Regions from separate parts of the Podarcis muralis genome. Here regions 1 and 2 are each linked to region 3. Evidence: chromatin contacts called from public Hi-C data. All regions are on one chromosome and are shown on one strand. The core of a region is the stretch at or near the end of the contact, and the rest is flanking DNA. Distances in the headings are between cores, read along the strand shown. Region 1 holds the start of LOC144328694. Region 2 holds the start of ARMC1 (armadillo repeat containing 1). Region 3 holds the start of RRS1 (regulator of ribosome synthesis 1).

Region 1 (2,700 bases), core at 143-2,642, 190 kb after region 3:
AAACAGACTGTTCAACAGTTGATTCTTGTATAGTTTCCTCTACAGCTGCTATATTCTGTTCATTGTAAGCACCATCTTCACCAACATTTCTTAATTAGAAACCTATCCATTTTAGGGGCTAATTCAACTGCAATTTAAGTAATTAAACATGAAAATAGCAGCATCAGCACTTAAACTCCCTCAGAGCAGGTGGTGGTGGTGGTCTCTGCAACAAGTGCATAGCCAAAGTGGTGGGATCCAGCAGCCAGTGAGGATGGGTGGCAACTAGTCTTGGCTACTGCAGGGCACTTAGGAGACTTCTTCCATCCTGGGCCAGGGCCTCATGCTGGCCTGGCGCTGCACTGGCCCAGAGGCAGGAGAGCTGCAAGAGAAGAGAGGAGGGCTAGCACCTAGCCCAGCCAGGCAGGCAGCACATGGTGGGGCGGGGCAAGTGAATGAGACGCCAATGGCTCCTTGGAAAGCATGGATCATCAGATCTGGGCTCCTGACAAGCAGCCTCGACCAGGGAGGAACGGAAAGCGTGCGGGCAGGCAAGGTGGGGAGGCTCCTGTGCAGCATGGCAGCAGCTACTCAGCGGTCTGCCCGCTCCCTTTCCAGCCCCGGGGGAGCTGTAAAACACCTACACACTGTGTCACAACAACACATATTTGGGAAAGCTCTGGCATGACGTGTATTAACAATCCTCTATTTTTCAAGTTACTACACGAGGAATATAGGTAACATGGCAATAGCACGTTATGACAAAAACTGCTTTTAGATAAATGCAGTAAGGTCCATCTGCTAATGGAATAGACAACTTTACCTTCATCTCCTTCCACTGTTTGGGGGGGAATAGAAGAGTGGGCTGAAGGCTCTAAAGAAGTGAGTGCATAACAAGGCTTCCCAAAACAACCACTCATTCTATAAATTGCATTCCAGAAGTGGGCAAAGGTGCCCAGCCCCGACCAATTATCAGGCGCGGGAGCCGCGCGGGATCCTCTTTGTGAGGGAGCGCGACGTGGCCCCGTCCATGAAAAAAGGCATCCAGACCCACAACGGTTCCCCCACCCGCCCCCGCCTCGGCTTCCAGCTGAAGGCGGGAAGCTCTCCGCGCGCTCTACCCGCCACGAGTCCTGGCCTAGCTGAGTTCAAGGTACGTGGCGAGGAAGAGGGAGGAAAGGCAGCCAGGCTGGTCGGCGCGAGCACCCCAAGCCGTCCAGGCAGCGCAAACCGCCGCCTCCCCCACCCCCCCTCTCGCCCTCAAATGGCTTACCTGTTCTGCAGATCACGCGAAACCCCGCAGACCTCCATAAGAAAGGAGCGCGAGCGTGGCCGGAACCGGAATTATAAGTCCATGGAGCACGTGACCAGCCCTCCTGCCCTCCTCCACCCAGCCACGCGCCTTTTGCGCTCGCTCTTTTCCGGGCGAGGTGGCCGACAAGTTTCATTGCTGGACTACACTTCCCATCATCCCCTGAAAGTTGGGCCTGGATAGCTGAGGCTGACGGGAGTTGGAGTCCAACATTTCATCACCTTGGCTAACCCAAAAGGCAACAGGGCAGATGCTTTTTTTTTTTTTTTGCCAGAGACGTGCGAAAAAGGTTTTTTTTTTCCGGGGGCGGGGGAATCCATGCTGGTTGCGCGCCAGAGATTTTGGGTTTTGAATCTCGCACCCTCTCGCGGTGGAAGAAGAGATCAGCTATAGCTTTTCTCTGATTTCCAAAGTGGTGGCCGTAAAGACAAGAATTTTTTTTTTAAAAAAAGTCTTGTGGCACCTATAAGACTAACGTCATGCCCTCCGACATTTCTCCGATGAAAATAGGGACACCCTATTCTATAATAATCTGCCAACCTAGCAGTTCGAAAGCCCGTCAAAGTGCAAGTAGATAAATAGGTACTGCTCCCAGAAGCGGCTTAGTCATGCTGGCCACATAACCTGGAAGCTGTATGATGGCTCCCTCGGCCAATAAAGCGAGATGAGCACCGCAACCCCAGAGTCGGACACGACTGGACCTAATGCTCGGGGTCCCTTTACCTTTATTCCATAATAATAATTTTACTGTTATATCCTACCCATCTGACTGGGTTGCCCCAGTCACTCTAGGCAGCTTCCAACATATAAAAATAGAATAAAACATTAAAAAAACTTAACTTGCCTTCAAATGGCTTGGGGCTGGATAACTCCATAGCCTCCAACATTTTTCCAATGAAAATAGGGACATCCTAAGGAAAAGTGGGACAATCAGAAACCAGGACGAGATTATCTGGGAAAATCCAGGACTGTCCCTGGGACAGTCGGAGGGTCTGACACATTTATAATGGCATAACCTTTAATGGACTACCCTGTCTTAATAAACGTGTTAAGACTTTACGGGGCTACAAGACTGGTACCACACTTCCACGTCATGGAAAAGTGTGTGCTCTAACATGGGGTGCACCAAAGGTGGACAAGTGCCCCCATAAGGAGCTCTCCCAGGTCTCCCCCACCTCACTTGCCTTCCCCTGTTGCTGGACTCTTGCCATTAATATATTAATGTTATTTTTTCTTCCTTCAATACGTAAGTATCTGAAGAAGTGTGCATGCACACGAAATCTCATACCAATAACAAACTTAGTTGGTCTCTAAGGTGCTACTGGAAGGAATTTTTTTATTTTGTTTCAATATGTAAGACACTCAACTTACCACCCCCAAAATATACCCGTATTTTTCGCTCTATAACA
Region 2 (2,700 bases), core at 52-2,551, 230 kb before region 3:
CCTGAGCCAGAGACTGACAACATGCTCATATTAAGAATTATATGTGATTAAATAAAACAAATATGCCTAATCTATTTCACTGTTGTTGTTTTTTACTTATTTCAGTGCACAGCACAATCCTATATGCATGTTTATTCATAAATCCCACTCTGCCAGTAGGGCTTGCTCCCTGGTAAGCATGCACAAGTTCATACTCAAACTCTGCCAGGTGTATGCATGCCTTCTTAGAAGTCCTACTTGTTTCAATAGGACTTTCTTGCAAGCATATGCACAGTCTGATAAAAAAAAATCAAGACCCAAAGAAATCACTTTTGTTTCTCTTTTGAAAAACAAAAGCAACTCACCATATAGCACTGTGGCTATATTCAAACACCAAGTCTTAGATGCTTCAGCAAGCCTTTTCTAAAATGAAACAACCGTTAACCAAATAGTTAACCAAAAGTAAATCTAGCTCACTGCGATGGAACTTATTCCCAGATGTGGACATCCAAGGTGCTATGTTGGTCATTTGTACTATTTCACGTACTGGTTTGTATCGCAAAAATATCAGAAGTTCAGTACACAAGGGATTGCTACCTTACGCGCCAGCGCTTAAACCTCCTCCCCATTCCCTAGGGCCAGATAACTGAAATCAGCTTCTGCTGCAGTCATATCCCGTTACCTGGGAGGGCTGCCCATGGAACCCAATGGAATTTCTATCTGAGTCTCCACACAGTACCACACTTTAGGCTAGCAGGGACAAAGCCCCACTAAACGAAATTGGGCTTAATTCAGAGTAAACATACATAAGCTGATCCTGTGAGAGAAAGGCAGCCATTAGAAATCCCTGATGTTTTGGTGATTTAAAATAAGAGCTTGTGGTTGGGGTGGGAAGAGGTCAGGGGACTCTATGTTACCCTGCCCGGGGTCACTCTCCTTGGTCTGGCTTTCCCTGCCTTCAGGGGCCCAACAGCCCTTAACCCTCACCAGCCGCCTCCTCCCCACCGACTCCCCACTCCGAAGGTCCCCCATTCCCCGCCCTCACTTTCATAGGATGCGAAAGGGGAGGCGCTTTCTTGCTCCCGCCCCGCCAGAAGAAGGAACGGTCCAGGTCACGTATCTGCTGCCGCGGAGGCCGCCCTCGTGCGAAAGGAGGCCGGGCGGGGAGAAGGCGCTTTGCACCCCGGGGCGCCCGGCCAGAGGTCAGCAGGATTGGAACCTTCTACCCCCGGAGACAACATTCACCCAGCCAGGCGGGCGCTCACAGGTCTCCGGCACCTCGGCGATCCGGGGGACCCCATTGGCTGCAGCCGAAAGCACCTCCTGGCCAGTCGCGGCTCGCCTTGTTACGCGCGTCTCTAATTGGTGAAATGCGGCTGGCTGGACTTCCGCGGCATTGTGGGTTGGAGCCGGTGAGGCTTTTTTTTTTTTTTAAGGTGGACCTAAGAAACTACAAGTCCCAGGGAGACCATTCTCGGCGCCGTGAGCTTTCGCTGTCACGCGAGAGTATGGCGCGAGCGGAGTTGTAGGCGAAAAGGATAAACAGGGCGATTGTGTGAGCGCTTATGGGAAGCGAGTCCCGCTCCTGTTCAGCGGGATTTATTTGTGGGTGTTTCCACGGGGGTTTGCTACCGCAGGTTGAAAAGGAAGTGTTGCAGCGCAGTCCCGTGTATGTATATTCTGAAGTAAGCCCCGCTGCGTTGAATGGCTCTTCATCTCTAGTTTGGGAATGCAGGCAGCCTTATTAGCCAGTTCTACTCAGGAGTAAGTCGTATTGAATTGAATGGGGCTTACTCCTGGGCATGTGGGGCTTGGATAGCAGCCTTAATTTCCTCTTTCACCAGCATGCCGTGAGTCTGAAAAATAAACGAATTTTGGAGTACTTTATGAATAAAACCTTTTTTTCCACTCGTAAAAACCAAAAATATACATTAAAAAATGGAGCGTGGGGTGACCCTGTTCGCTACCCTTAGCTCCCTGGAGTAACGGCAGGGTAAAACTTCAATAGATAAACAATTACAAATGGGATCTGCTCCACAGGAGTGTTCTTAGGTTAGAGCAGGAAGAATTGAGGGGTGGGAGGAGAAGGCTCTGAAGTTTCCCCCTGCTGTACTATACAGTACATATAGCAATAGAGGGCTCCTAGCTCCTAACGTGGGTCCCTATATGAAATAAGAGGGGAGGTATCCAGTTCTGGAGAGTGGGAAAGAAAAATGGTATTGTCTTGAAACACCCCTTAAATTATTCCGGGGAGAGCAAGTCAATTCCCTCTCTTCCCCTGCTTTCCATCTTCCTTATTTTCAAACTGACAACATAAACAGCATTCCATTCTATCAGCTATCTTAACTGATAGAAATCAGGCAGACTTCCTAAGTCTTGAGTTTTTTTGCCATAAGACTTTAACAAATCAGTCAGGACCAGGGGGCGTTGTGGCAAAGCTGTTGCCACCCTGTTGGACTCCATCTAAAGTTGGACCACATCAAAGGAAGACTATGCGGTGTCTTGACTAGGATGCATTCTTCTGTATCAACATGCATTTTATCAATTTCCGTACTTATAAGACGTTTTATCAGTGGTATTTAACTCCCCATAAATTTATTGAGAAATGGGCTTTTTCTTGATGTATTGAAATAGGAAGTATAATGACAACACAGCCATACGTTGTTTTCAGTTTACTGTAAAGTTTTTAGTTGGGAATTTTCGTTACTGTACTGTATTGCA
Region 3 (2,700 bases), core at 149-2,648:
AGCTATGATAGTGACAATGTTTAATACTATAGGGATTTAGCTACAGTGCTACCCAAAGGCATATGGAGAACTTACAGTAGGAGCCTTAAAACTGCAATTCTAGCCATAATTTCCTGGGAGCAAATCTCGTTGTAAATTTGGCTTTACTGAGTAGGTATGCACAGGTTTTGTTTATTTCTTTGGAACATTTATACCCCATGTACTAACTGAAGTTCTTGAAGCAGCATACAATATATTTAAAATACAATAAAATAGACATAGGATTTCTCTGTGAATCTTCTATAAAAATTAGTTGAATCTTCTGTTCTGTTGAAAAACATGAGCTGCATGAAGCAAGGAGGAAATATTAGTTGTCAAAGCACAGTACCATCTTGTGGTACTTAACAGTATTGTTTTAGAGAAATTACCTTGAAACCTATTTTAAATGGATTTTGAGCCACAGCATAAATAGATCTGAGAAAGATTTTATTCTTTTTAAGTATGTCCAGTGCTTTTTTTCTTTAAAAAAATGTTTAGAGGTATTCTCATTTTGACTCAAGAAAATCACCATTTTATAGTTTAGATCGGGGAAAATACAGTAAATGGACAAAAGTACGAAGATTCACAAAATGTTTAGGGGTATGCGTACCCCTGCCCCCCCAAAAAGCACTGACAATGTGTATGGGATTCAGTAACTGTGCCACGGCCTCAAACGTCTTAGGAATGAAAAACCTGTTTCAAATATAATTTCCAAAGAAAAAGCTATTGGATCAAATACACGCAATCACACTTCCATTTTTTAACCTGCTGTGGAAACCAAGGCTAAGAACAAAGACAAATTTTTATACTTTTCTTAGACTGCAATCTTAACCCCACTTACATGGGGCAAAGCTGAATTCATTAGGGTTTATTTCTGACTGAAAGTGGTTTGGATTGCAGCCTACCTAGTCACTGACCAGCCTGAATGTGCCTAAATACTCTCCAACTGCATTGCAGTTTTGAAATTGTGGAATAAGTACAGTACAGGGACTAGGACAGAGCACGCCTATTCCATCTATGTACCAAAATTTTCCACGGGCCTGTCTCCCACCGCCGCATTCGACAGCAGCAGTTGGCTGTTCCCTGTTTATTTTGGCAGCCATCTCTGTGGCACCGTGATCGACAATGCCAGGACTACTAACCCACCGCTTTCATTTCACACACTAGGGCAGGGATGGAGACCCTGCGACCCTCGCAAACCAACCCCAACTTCCCCATCGAACTACTTTCCAGTCCCCATCCGACTACATCCCCCACTATCCAACTCTCCATGCGCGCCGTTTGCAACATTGCATGCTGGGAGTTGTAGTTGACGTGTCGACCATTCGCTGCCGCATGATTCCCGTCGTCTCTATGGTAAGAAAGCCGCGCTGACGATACATCCGGTTGCCGTTCTTTTCCCTCAAACAGCGGAACTAGTCCCTCTGACCTTTCGTGGAGCCGGGCAGCGTTCTTTGCGCACGTGGAGAGAGAGAAAGAGACTGTTGGCGACCCCCTGGCGGAAATGGCCGCGTCGTCGGTGGAGGACCTGCTGGCTCGCGCCGAGGAGCGCGAGGCGGAGACGCAGCGCAGCGTGACGGTGCACAAGGAGCTGGAGCTGGAGTTCGACGTGGGCAACCTGCTGGCGGTGGACAAGAACCCGGCGCCGCGCGGCGTGGGGGCCGGCTGCCCTCAGCGCGAGGCCCTCCTGCGCGCCTTGGCCCGCGACAACACGCAGCTGCTGGTGGGCCAGCTGTGGGCGCTGCCGTCGGAGCGCGCCGAGGGAGGGGCGGGCCCGGTGGTGGCGCGGCTGCCGGACCCTTCGACGCGGCTGCCCCGGGAGAAGCCGCTGCCCAAGCCCAAGCCCCTCACGCGCTGGGAGCAGTTCGCCCGCCTCAAAGGCATCCGCCCCACGCGGAAGAAGCGCGGCACGCTGGTGTGGGACGAGGCGGCCAAGGAGTGGCGGAGGCGCTGGGGCTACCAGAGGGCCGGCGGGGACCCGTCCCGGGACTGGCTGCTCGAGGTGCCCGACTCGGCCCACCCGCTCGAGGACCAGTTCGCCAAGAAGCGCCAGGAGAAGCGCGAGAAAGTGGCGCGCAACGAGTACAACCGCCTCAGGAACCTGGCGCGCGCCCACCGCGGAGGAGCCGCCGCCGCCGCCGAGCTGCACCCCACGGGCCACCAGGACCGCTCCGAGTTGGGCCGAGTCACCGCCCTCGCCCGCGTCTCCACCGCCTCCGTCGGCCGCTTCCAGCCGCGCCTCCCCAAGGAGCCCCGCGCGCCCCAAAGCGCCCGGGGCAAGAAGCGCCGCTTCGGGCCCGTGTTGGGAGACCTCGACGGGGAGAAGAAGAGGCAGCTGGAGCTGGTCCGGAGCCTGGGCAGCAAAAAGACGCCTCTGGACCTGACCCGCGCCGTCAACAAGCAGCTGCGGGAAGATGAAGCCGAGGCTGCCAAAGCCAAGGGCAAGAAGCAGGGGCAGCGGGGCAAGAGGGGCCGGCGGCAGCAGCAGAGGCCCGGTGGGGCCAAGGGCAAGAAAAGTGGAGGGGCAGCTCGGAGAGGGAAGGCCGGGAGACCGGGAGGTGGTGGCTTCAAGGGGAAAAGAAAATGAGCCTGGTCACCAAGGATGACAGGAGCAGCTGTGCATCATCTAAGGAGAACTGAGGGCCTCAGCAAATTACAGGACTGTCTCTTAATTATTGCGAC

The links. Hi-C and Micro-C count contacts between places; a contact is called where the count stands out from the background.
Region 1: a contact with region 3 is called in a Hi-C map of blood, with 4 times the contacts expected there. The contact joins the promoter of LOC144328694 here to the promoter of RRS1 in region 3. A contact is called at or near these places in 2 of 3 Hi-C or Micro-C datasets (blood and tail).
Region 2: a Hi-C map of tail shows a contact between it and region 3, with 4 times the contacts expected there. The contact joins the promoter of ARMC1 here to the promoter of RRS1 in region 3. A contact is called at or near these places in 2 of 3 Hi-C or Micro-C datasets (blood and tail).

Annotation. Positions count from the first base shown.
Region 1 is chr8:34,442,739-34,445,438 of rPodMur119.hap1.1, reverse strand. LOC144328694 reads right to left here and starts at 1,392. Exons shown (of 4, transcript XM_077932942.1): 1 at 1,253-1,392. The coding sequence starts at 1,290.
Region 2 is chr8:34,866,767-34,869,466 of rPodMur119.hap1.1, reverse strand. It overlaps ARMC1 (armadillo repeat containing 1), which reads right to left and starts at 1,301. Exons shown (of 7, transcript XM_028736838.2): 1 at 1,025-1,301.
Region 3 is chr8:34,632,200-34,634,899 of rPodMur119.hap1.1, reverse strand. It overlaps RRS1 (regulator of ribosome synthesis 1), which reads left to right and starts at 1,398. Exons shown (of 1, transcript XM_028736817.2): 1 at 1,398-2,700. The coding sequence starts at 1,523. The coding sequence ends at 2,605.